Regions from separate parts of the Gossypium hirsutum genome. Here region 2 is linked to region 1. The links are chromatin contacts, called in public Hi-C maps. All regions are on one chromosome and are shown on one strand. The core of a region is the stretch at or near the end of the contact, and the rest is flanking DNA. Distances in the headings are between cores, read along the strand shown.

What was found. Hi-C and Micro-C count contacts between places; a contact is called where the count stands out from the background.
Region 2: a Hi-C map of leaf shows a contact between it and region 1, with 2.2 times the contacts expected there. The contact joins the promoter of LOC107951650 here to the promoter of LOC121203111 in region 1. A contact is called at or near these places in 7 of 34 Hi-C or Micro-C datasets (hypocotyl, leaf and seedling).

What each region holds. Positions count from the first base shown.
Region 1 is chrA02:99,764,497-99,770,703 of Gossypium_hirsutum_v2.1, reverse strand. It overlaps LOC121203111, which reads left to right and starts at 2,808. Exons shown (of 10, transcript XM_041082260.1): 1 at 2,808-3,163; 2 at 3,633-3,728; 3 at 3,907-3,981; 4 at 4,480-4,548; 5 at 4,931-5,007; 6 at 5,093-5,181; 7 at 5,266-5,395; 8 at 5,997-6,087; 9 at 6,179-6,207. The coding sequence starts at 2,960.
Region 2 is chrA02:99,942,831-99,949,037 of Gossypium_hirsutum_v2.1, reverse strand. LOC107951650 reads left to right here and starts at 3,567. Exons shown (of 3, transcript XM_016886777.2): 1 at 3,567-3,941; 2 at 4,689-4,928; 3 at 5,368-5,627. The coding sequence starts at 3,924. The coding sequence ends at 5,415.

The DNA.
Region 1 (6,207 bases), core at 1,559-4,058:
CCTGAATACTCTTTAAATAGGTAAACGGTTGACCATGAAATGTGCTCTATTTTTATGGGTAGGGATAGAACCTACAACCTCATGGTTACGGTTAAGGGATGAGGTGATTTTAATAAAAATAGAAATACATTTGTGGTATTAACATTTAATCATTTAAACTCCATATCACATATAACTAATCTTCGTGACGGTTGGATATATCACCTTGAATTTATCATTAAAAACAAATAAAAAGTATACTAGATTATGGCATACTCACAATTTGGGTAAAAATAAAAGTATGTAATAAATATATTTATAAAAAATTTGATATAAATAACAAATGAAACTTTGATTGAATGAAAACTTTAAACATTTGAGTTTAAATTATATTATTTTTATTTTTATTTTTATTTTCTATATAAACGATATAACATGGAATAATATATATTACTTTATAAAATAAGAATATATTTTTTTATTATTCAATTGAGTTAATGTTTGATTGAATTATGACACCAAACACAGTTTAATATTGGTAAACATATATAATAAAGAAATTTTAATATAACAAAATTCAACTACTTTGTTAGGAATGCCATTTTCCATTTGATTGTCAAATCAAAATTTTAATTTTATATAAAATAATATTTGGAATACTTTTATTATTTATACTAATTATAATATATTTGACTCAATTCAGTGATACAAATTAAGCGAGAATAATTCAATTCATGAAATTACAAATAAAAAGGTATAAAATTATAATATTTAAAATGAAATAGAGATGCTTGTATATGTTAATTTTTCATTTTTCTTGAAAATAACCCACCATCTTTTTAAGTAAAAAACTTTTTATTTATTTTTAGTAAACTATATCATTAATCACTAAATTATGAGTAAATTTTTGTTTTGGTCATTTCATTAAAAAGTTACAATTTGGTCTCTAATGTTTTTGAAATTATTTTTTTTGGTCACCCGATTCTTGAGTGACACTATTTTAATTGGTATAATAATAATTTTAGTCCTTAGTTTTTATACTATCTGTCAATTTGACCCTGGTTATATATAAAATGATAAAAAAAATTTAAATTCTTTTTAAAATTTTAAAAAATTCTAAAAATTAAAAATAAAATGAAAGTAGATTAAATTTTCAAATATAGATAAAGTGAGAGAAACTGAGGGAAAATTATTTCTAGACCCTCTAAAATTTCTCTCTGTTTTGTCTGTATAGAAATATCCAATATCCATTCTTTAAAAAACATAGAAAATACTGAAGACATTAAGCAAAATTATTCATTCTTTGTTTTTGTTATCTCTTATGTTTCTTGACATAGCTTTTTCGTTATACGAAAAAAATCAAAATATAATTTATTTTTAAATTTGGGTTTTGGAAAAATAATTTAAATGAATTAGAAATTTTGAATTGAGTCAAATAAAAGGAAAAATTTTGATATTTTTTGGCAAATAAATAGCATGAAAGTCAATTGCACACGTCTATGTAATATCATTTCTAGATGTTGTTCAAAGGTATGAAACTCAACTAGAAGATATTACTAATTTGATTTTGAGAAACATTGAAAAAGCTTGTAATGATTTAATCCTTTTTTTGTTTTGTTTTTAATTTGTTATTGAATTCTATAGAATGATAATGGTCTTTATTTCCCATACATATTAGTTCTTTAACAAAAAAATATTTGAAATTTTATTTTTCTAGAATTTTTATATAGTATTTTCTATTTTTTAAATAATTTTGATTTTTTATCATTTTTATATAGAATTAGGGTCAAATTGAAAGAGAATATAAAAGTTGAGGACTAAAATTGTTATTATACCAACTAAAAAAGTGTTACTTAAAGGTTGAGTGAAAACATTAGTAACCAAAATGAAAATTTACCCATAGTAATAGTGAAATTTATCCTTTATTTTTTATAACAAACCAAAATTCATTTTTACTATTGTTTTTAAAATTAATCTACAAAAGTTATTTGTAATGAAAAGACATGTTACACTTTTAAAGGAAAACTCAAATTTAACTTTTGAAAACGAAATTGTTTGGATAGCAACAAAAAAACTTGAATAACTATTTTTTTGTAAATAGCTACCACTTTATTTTTTAAATTTTATTTTTTGGTAGAATCAATGTATTATTCATATTTATTTTACAATTCATGAAATATTAATTTTTTAAGGGTTTATGGTTGTCCCTCCTAACAACGTCATATTTTATGGTGTGTCATAATCTAATTGTTATTATTATGGTTAACTAGTAGGTGGTTAAAAGAAATGTCATTTTTTTCTCCAAGTATTTAAATTGAGTTTGAATCCTTAGATCATCATTATTTTTGAAAATAAATATAATTCTGACCCAAACAAAATTAGTTGTAGACCATAAAACAAATCTCAATACCCATAGTTATATAAAAATAGGTCAAAATTTGTAGTTAGTCCCTATACTTCTATAAAATTTGAGATTTAATTTATGTACTTTTAAAATTAAAAATCCAATCCTATAACTTAGTCAATTGAAAAGTCCTCGTCCAAATCATCATGGTCATTGATAGTTTATGTCAGAATTTCTAACTTAGTATGTTTATTTTTATGAATCATATGTCATAAGAAGAAGACAAATAGAAAGATTTTAAAGAAAAATACTAACATATTTATTTTCTATCATTCATATATGTTATTAACTAAATCTCAAATTTTGTCAAACTACAATAATGTATATTAACCTAAAAATATTTTATGGCCTTTGATAAAAATGTTGAAACGAATATGAAAAAAAAAAAAAGGGCCATTAAGCTTAGCCAACGTGGTGCAAAAATAACGTTACCTTGCGCTAAAACCCAGCGAATCTTATCCACTCTTTGTAAGTCACTGCAGCATTTTTTCCTTTTCTTTTTTTTTTCATTTCTTAGTTCTTAAGTGAAACATAAAAGGAAAAAGGAAGAATAAAGAAAAGACAACAACAAAGACAATGTTGAATGTGAATAGCATGGCTTCTCTGTCAAACTCAAAGCTTCCATTTCAATATTTCCATTATTATAATAAGCATTCCAGCAAGTGTTTTAAGGTATTAACACCCAGGAAATCAGAGCTGCAACTGCAAATTATAAGGGCTTCTTCTTCAGCTGCTGCTCCTGATGTTGATCTCAACACCCTTGAATCTGCCATTTCCAAGGTTTATTATTCTTTTCTTTCCTTTTTATCAATTTCTTTGCCCTGGCTTGAAACTATTTGAAACTGGGTGTTTAACTTCGGGTTTAGTTTTTTTTTTCTTTTTAAATGAATTAACCTGCTTGTCATTATCATTTGATGGTTGATGAACTATTTGAGATTGCGTATCATTTACAAATCATATATATATTCACCATGTAAGAGGATACCCACTAAGCATCCATAGCTGATTGGTTAAAGCGTTCAACTTATAATTGAAATAAATTCGTAGGTTTAATTCCTACTAAATGCACGTTAATGGGACCCTTCAATAAATCTATTGGAATTTACCCTATATCAATCGAATTTATATATATATGAGATTGGAATTATATACACTGGTTTTCTCTTTTTGCAAATTAGGATATGTGTATGTTTGAACTTGTAAATCCTTTATAAGGTAGTTTGATATGTATGTATATGTTTTGGTTTAGAAAGACAGTGAAGCTGTGAAAGAAGCACTTAATGAGCTGAGTGAAGTTGGATGGGCAAAGAAATGGAGTTCACAGCCGTATGTGTCACGTCGTATGGTCAGTCTCTGATATCAAGTCTGAAGTTATGGGAAAAAGTGATCACTCAAATGTTACCCTGCATACTCATATGCATACGTGTACATGTATACCATACATCTTATCTGTTCATTGCTGTATATATAAATATTTAACCGAGCAAATTAAAGGGGCTTGACTTTGAGATTGTTTGCATCAGACATCTCTTAGGGAGCTGACCAGCCTTGGTATTAAAAATGCAGAAAACCTTGCAATTCCAAGTGTTCGAAATGATGTAAGTATCACAATGCTCATCTTCTAGTTGGGATAATATCATTCTACTCAGGATAATATCATTCTACTTACCTTCCTCATATTTTGGAGTCAGTAGGCTGAGAAGCTCTCACAATGCATATCCTTCACCTAATCGAGTTTTATTTCTGAACTTGGAACTCAATTTGAGATAAAAACAAATTAAGTTCATTTTCTTAGTAAAAAATGAATCTGATTCCAAAACTAAATGTCAACTTGATTATTTGAGTTTGAGAGATTTTTGAATATTAAGTAAAAATGATTTAAAAAGAAAAGCTGCAAGCTACTCAAATCAAGTATTAAGATACTCGAACTTTTGGAGCATAGCTTTTCAAATTAAACCCGAAAGACGTGTGAATACACAATGTCTCATTTACACCTTAGTCTAACCGGAATTTCATCACATAAAGCAATCTTCACATGGTTAAAACATTAATTTCAAATTGCAGTTCATGTATTTGATATGTTTCAGTTGTAACAGGCAGCATTTCTTTTCACAGTTGTTGGGACAACAGGGTTTTTGGGAGTTCTTGCTGGCCAGCTTCCTGGGGTAATTTTAGCTATATATATATATATATGTTCTCTTTTATCTTTGTTTTTCATTTACTTTTCTTTTGCCTATATTTTTTTTAAAATAATGCTTTTAAAATATGAATTATGCGTTGAACACATAATTCTTACTCTTAAAAAAAGTGCACTTATGCATGGAATAGCCTTACACTTTTTATCCCAAAAACTTAAACTACTAAGAAATAATTCAACTATTATATTTAAGTTTTGAATAGCATTATTTACTTATATTTGTATTGGCATTGTTTTCTTTGATGGAGCTGTAAGATTCCAAGGTGGTAATATGTATGAAAAAAAAAAAGAGAGAAAAGTAGAGAAGTTCTTGCTTTTAACTGGTTTTCCGGTTCACACTTTGCCTACAGGATTGGGGTTTCTTTACACCATATTTAATTGGGAGCATTTCTTTGGTCGTTTTGGCAGTGGGGAGCATTTCACCAGGGTAATTAAGTCTAATGCAATTTTTCCTATCCCATGGTTCCAACAATTTTGGTTTACAAGTAACGGTCATTCATTTGCTCCTACAGACTTCTTCAAGCTGCCATTGGAGGCTTTTCATCATTTTTCCCTGATTACCAAGAAAGGATTGTTAGACATGAAGCAGCTCATTTTTTAAGTAATCCCTAATCACGTATAGAATCTAGTGACGTGTGCCTGTGCATGTATATATTCATTCATAATCTTTTCTCTTTGTATGTAGTTGGTTATCTGTTGGGCCTTCCTATCCTGGGGTATTCACTGGATATTGGTAAAGAACATGTCAATCTCATTGATGAAAAGCTGGAAAAGCTTATATATAGTGGACAGCTTGATGCTAAAGAGCTTGACAGGTACTAATCTTGATAATCTGAAAGCTTCCATATAGTATATTATATGGTGCATGAAGCAGTAAAAGTACCACGGAAGCCCTTGTATTAGGAGCCAGATTGTGTTTTACTCCCTCTACTCAAAAAATGAGAAAATTTGTCATGTATGTTAAATCAAAGAGCAAACGGGTCCTTTTGTTAAAACATTCATATATTTCTACTGTTAAAAACTAGTCCTCATACATCAATATCAGGTATACATAGCACGCCATGTGTAATTATTTGATTATTTAGTCAACCATGTCAGTTTTTATTTCCAAAAGAATGGATCAATTTGCTCTTTAACCTAACATACAGAGATTCATTTACCCATTTTTTTATTAAAGGAGACAAAATGTAATCTGACTCTTAATAGAGGGGTTTTCATGTTACTTTTACCTGCATGGGGCCTCAACAATATCATTTGCCATTCCCGGTTATTAGTTATATAGTTAATGATAAGCATACAAAAACATGGTATCATGTGCTTGGGCCACTTCTCACAAGCAACTAATGGGGGCGATAACAACAACTATAGAAGCTTGAAATTAAAAGGAGACTCACTCAACTGCAATGTGTATCTCAGGTTGGCAGTGGTTGCCATGGCTGGACTTGCAGCAGAGGGTTTGAAATATGACAAAGTGGTGGGTCAATCAGCTGATCTTTTCACACTTCAGGTTTTAAAACGGCCCTTTTAGCCAAAGTTGAACTAGATTTCATTAGTTGCTTACCTATTCAGCAACTAACTCTGGTCTGTATTCTCTGCAGAGATTCATAAACAGGAGCCAACCAAAACT
Region 2 (6,207 bases), core at 2,318-4,817, 180 kb before region 1:
ACTCTATGTAATGAGGGTCCGACACGTCGTTGGGCTGATTCATTGAGCTACTCAATGGGTCCATAACAGCCTTGAGAGTTGTTGATCTAACTGCTCCAATATCAAAAGTAGGCTCAACAGGTGTCCGGCCTACTAAAGTTTTCACTTCTAGATTTCTCCTTTGTGGGTTTAAGAGCCCATCCCCTTGATCACTTATTCTATCTCCCCCTGTTTGCTCAAGCCTCATTGACTTAGGGTTACCTCGTGTCTTAAACCCCTGTTGTGCAACATTTTCTCCAACCTTTAATTTATTCTTAAAAACAACCAACTTTCTAGTATCTTCCTTATTTAACTCATCTTCTAGATCAACCAAAACCTCTATATTAGTCAGAGCATCAAATCAGAAACTCGTTTTTCCTTTCTCTATAAAATCCCATTTTTTTAATATTATTATTCATAAAATTACGCCTTACTTTCCTTTCGACCACCATCCATGGCCCGTAAACAGCGCCTTCTCCTCCGCTTACAGCGACTTCTGTCAGAGTAGTACCCTTTCTGATCCTTCACCGTTACTGAATATGGTTGTGAAGCACACAGCTTCTTGGTATATTTGTACTTCCCGTAAGTAAAGCAAATCGTAGGCAGCGCTTCATACTCAACTTTCTAATGTAAACCATTCACAAGAACTTGAGCGATCAGAGGCTTGTCTAAGTTGACATAAACGGCTATCCTGGCGAAGTGACCTGTAATTCTACTGTCGGTATTGAAATCTAACCGAACAACCTTTCCAATGGTCCCTCCTATTTCTTCAAGAATTTTCCTTTTGTATAAAAACCTTGGGAGGCCTAGTAACTGTATCCAAGCCATCACCATGCTTGGGTATGGTTGTAAGGGTTGAATTCTTTGGTCCAAGGTTGAACAGTCAGATACTGACCATAAATCAGCCAAGGACCCTGCGACAGAACTTTTGCATAGTTATCAGTGGATTGAAATTTAGCCAGAAAGTATTCATTCTCTATGTCCATGATATGGGAAGGCTTAGAGGGATTCCATAAACTACTGATTCGATTGTTTAAAGCCCCATACCCAATATTCCTACCAAGTAATTTCAATACAACCGTGTGTTCCATTTCTTTGAACAAGATTTGTTGAATCCTCTCTGAGAAATCAATAGCAGGTATTCCATTAATAATGGATATGTGAATATCTCCTTCCAAAAATTCTAGATCTTCATCAACACCAGCACCAGAATTATCCAACCCCAACTTATCAGACGCTCTAGATTTATTCCCCATAAGTTTATCCTTCCAAGATAAAATTGGACTCGGACCAGATTCAACCATCATATCAGTGATTTCCTTGCCATTGCCCTATTTGAAACGGGCTTTCTTTGTATTACGATCTGCACCTGTCCGAGAACCATCACCATCCTCGATTTCTAGATAAGAAATGTTATCACTAGAGTTCAGAGAGATTTCCATTTAAGATTAATTGTTCAATTGTTTAAAAATAGAGGTTAAAAGGATTAAAAAAAAGTGACAACCATTAAAGATCAAATTTATAATTTAATGATCCTTTATTGAAATATGAGAAGCAAGCTTTTATGTACAGAGAATACGAGTGTGATATTAATTCACCATAATTTAGTGCAAAAATCAGAGAAAAGTCAACAAGTGATCAAACAAGAAAAGGGATTAAAAAATGTTGTCAGTTTACAGCTAGAATTAGAATTTTGTCATAAAAAAACAAGGTCAAGAAAGTCAATAATGGAAGTTCTGTTTAAGAAGAAAATATCCAATAAATTATAGCCATATAATTTTCATCCAACTTATAATCTAATACAAAATTTTTATTGGGAAAAATATAGTGGAACATAATTTTTATAAAGTAATTATATATCAATATAGTTCAGTATATTACGAGATACAAAATTTTAATTTGATACAATCGTCTAAATTATTTTACATAAACAAATATTAATTTTTTATTATAAATAAAATTATAAAATTTATTAATTTCATAATATATTTAAATTATTTTATTAATAATATTAATTTTGACTTAACATATTTTATATTAATTTATTTGTTCTTCTACGTACTTATTTTCCGTCCTTTTGTTGAAAATTCTGTGTTGGTTGATGAATTAATTTTTTAATCCATTACCAAATTTTCTTCTACTAAGAATTATTTTAAAGATAATTTAATATAGCCGCCCAACAAAGTTATTTAACGAAATCCAACTAGACCCACCGAAAGAAACAATGCTACCTAGGGATTTATCCAATAATTAATATTCTTTAACATTTATTATTTATTTTTTTGTCAAATTTTGTTATTAGTCTTTACGTTATGCATAAATTATGAATTTAATTCTTATACTCTAATATGATTATATTTTTCGAAATTTTAAAATTTTAATTTTGAGCAAACAATAATTGTTAAATATGTTAAGTTAAATTTTATTGTCAAAATTTTATGCCATAAATATATATTATTTCTACATAATATTGACATCAAAACTATATTATTTTACTTTTTCTTATAGAAAAGTAAATCAAGAATTAAGTTTGTGAATTTGATTTGTTCTAGTTTCTTTCAACCCACTTTCCTTCCAATGCAATTTATCTTAAAATTTAGTATGTTGGAAATTACAAAATGAAAAATATTCACCCTTAAATATACCATAGCACATTATTTTATAACTTCTTTAATAACAAAGTTGTGCTATCTCTTTCAATACAAGTAAGCTCCCTTTTCAATATCAACCCTACTCTAAAATTTTAAATAAACTTAACCAACCTTTTTCTTTTTTTTTTTATGAAAAAAATACAACCAATTAAACTAAAACAAAAGAATTATTTGTAAATAATTGTAACCTTTTCTCCTTATTAAAAGCTATTTTAATCATTTGATCTACTTGTACGTTTTCTTCTGTAAGTATGTATTCAAGTATCCAATTTTCAATTTTCTTCAAGAGGTGGTGAATGTGCCTCATTATCGTCAATTTAGAGGGCGTTGATTCTGAAACTTAGATAGCTTCAATAGCATTTAAATTGTCTGTTTATATAAACACTTCATTTCTTTACTTTTCTTGCATCAGCAACAAATAATTTAAAACACTTCATAATTTAAACAAAATATTAAAAAAAATTTGTAGGATTCAATTGCGATTTGGTTTTGATGTATTTAGTAACGAATCAAAATTCATTTTTTATTTAATTTTTAATTTTTACAATACAAAAATAAATAATTTTATATTTAAATTAATTTGAAATTTTATAGCTCTGCGTATAACAAACATGTCTAATATGTGTCAATCAGAGAAGTACATGAAATTTAAATGCAAAAGATTATGTAGGACACAAATTTGGCGTTCAATTATAATTGGAAACGACACCGTTTAAAAGCCCAAAAAACCGCGTCTCGGATAAACTTTGGAATCTGCCCTCGTAGAGACAGCTAGCATATAAAAGCAGCAATCTTAACCAAATTAAGGGGCAAAAAGCTTAAAAATCCACGTAAGCAAAGCGTGTCCGAACGAGTGGCATTCCATGTAATTTAAACGAAAAGGCAAGACCATTATCGAGAAATAAAACGTATAAAAATAATAAGCTAATATACATATAAAAAAAGGGAAAGCTGGGGGGAGTGATTGATTTTAGTAGGTGCTGATTGATTAGTGTTTCTATCAAAGACCCCTCCCCCCCTCTTCTTCCTCTCCGATCGGTGCTGTCGTTTGCTGTATTTATATATTTTTTGCTTCAACTCATTCAATCACCACAATTTCTCTTATTTCTTTCTTTTTATAAATACCCTTTTATTTTTACTTGCTTTTTCTATTTCTCCTTTGACTGGTTCATATTAGCCGTTGATAGTTTAGTGATTAATATATACAACTTTTTAAAGCTTTGGAAAGATCGTTTTTTTTACTTGGTATCAAGCATGGAAGATCGCAAGGAGGTTAGTTCTTTGTTTTTCTCATGTTATTGATAAGAAAAAAAAAAGATTCTTTTTTGGCTATATGTAGTTATGATTTATGAACTTACAGTAATCTGCTGAAGATGTGGTCTTAGTTATTTTCCTTCTTAGTTTTGGAGTTTCTTTGCAGCCAAACAAATATTTGGTGTTCAATATTTCCAAGTATTGAAAAAAAGGAATTTAATTTTACGTTTTCTAAGCGTATGAAGTACTAAAATTCAATTTTTTAAATATGGGTTTTGATTTTTGGTATGTCTCAAAAGCTGAAATTCCCTTCTACAGGGAAAAAAATCTATAATCTTAGAGTTGAAAAAGAAAAAAAAAGAATTCAGGGGAACACTATAAACAGGTTTCTGGTTATGTTACCCAGATTCACCGAGTGAGTGTTAAGTTTTCTTAAGTTCTTAAGGAAAATGACAAGTGTAAATAATGTAAATGGTTGGTCTTATAAAGGAACATGAAAGAGTCTTGAATAACATAGATTGTTGGTGTTAATTGTTAGGAATATTTTAGTACATGCAGTGCCAGGTTGTGAATTTGGAATGTCTTTGTATTGAACTTGCAAAGTCACATGATGTCTTTTTGGCATTGTTAAGTATTTCCGAAGGACAAATTTTATAATTTGCTCAACAGTTGGCCATGAATACAAAGCATTGATAGCTTTGACATTATTTGGGGTTAATTAAAGCATTGATATATTTTGGCTTATGGGTGTTAAAATTGTTGTAGAAAAATGCACCATGGCTATCAGTACCACAATTTGGTGATTGGGATCAAAAGGGACAGGTGCCAGATTACTCTCTTGACTTCTCAAAGATCAGGGAAATGAGGAAGCAAAACAAGAGGGAAGTTTCAAGAGCCAGTCTTGGTAATGAAGAAGAGTTCATTAACCCAACTGCAAACACTGTTAGCACTACTCCTAGTGATGATCATCACCACAATTACCCTCAGAACCATCACTCTCCATCTGTAAGATTCTCCCTTCCACTATCTTCCCAAATCCTTTATTTTATTAGAAAATGTACTATCAATATACAATTTTCTATTATTGGTTGGTAGCTATAAATAGTGATAGCGCCGTAACCATGTCAAATCTATATGAACTTTGTTGGCATCCATGTGATATAGGCTGGTGGGGAAGTTTTGCTTAGCTGTATCATTTAATCTTTTTCCTTTGATGTTTGCTAGCCCCGGGGCTTTCACAATTAACCTTTAAGCATATGTAACTCGGCCCTTGGGGAAAACCCCGATGAGCATTCCACTTTTCATTGTAGGAATACTTTTCTATATCTTTTATCTCTTTGGTCAATGAATTATACTTTTTCTCACTTTGACAAATGTCATTAGTTAGCCATATTATACTTGGTCACACATTTGTTGATTGATTTTTTTTTTAATTTCTTGTCAGACAAGGCGGAGTTTCTTTAGCTACTTCAATTGCTGCGTCAAGGCTTAAGATTTAGGGTTTAAGGGCTCGCATGAAAGATGATTTTAATAGCCACCCAAGTTACATCGATGTATTTATAGAGCACCCTTTCTCTCTCTCTCTTTCCATTGTGTTCTTTGTTTTTTTGGTTTCTCATCTTTATTTCTTCATCATCTCTTTGGTTTTTAAGATTAGGAAAGATAATATATGCTTTAATTTAAATGTGGTGATCATTTTATGCATCTGATCTTCCTCTTTCCTTGGTTCTCATGATGTATAATTTGAATGGAAAGGTGATGGAGAAATAAAAAGGGGGGGGGATTTGAAGTCTTTGAAATAATGGGGGGATTATTGATTGGGGGGGGGAGTTGAAGTCTTTGAAATAATGGGGGATTATTGATTAGGCTAATATCCCGGGGATGTGACATGAAAGAAAATGGGGGGTTGAGAAATGTGTGGCTAAAACTACTATTGAGGGTGATGTTGGGGACCGATTTCATATTTTTGGTGATAGGATGGGCTGATTTTAATCAATTGGAAATAAGTTAGTGTGTAACATTTATTACCTAAAAGCATGCAATAGAGGTACTCATGGGTCGGATCAAATTTAACTAAAAATTTAGGCCCATTTATTAGGTTTGGGTTTGGTTTAATTCAAAAAATGGGTATAAAATTTTTCTTAAACTTGACTTGAATAAAAATATTAAAATTCAGGCTCAACCTGACCTGTTTGTAATAATTATTTTATATTATATTTAAATATATATGATAAATTAAAAATATTAAAAACATAAAATAAATATTTTTCAACAAATTGAAAAT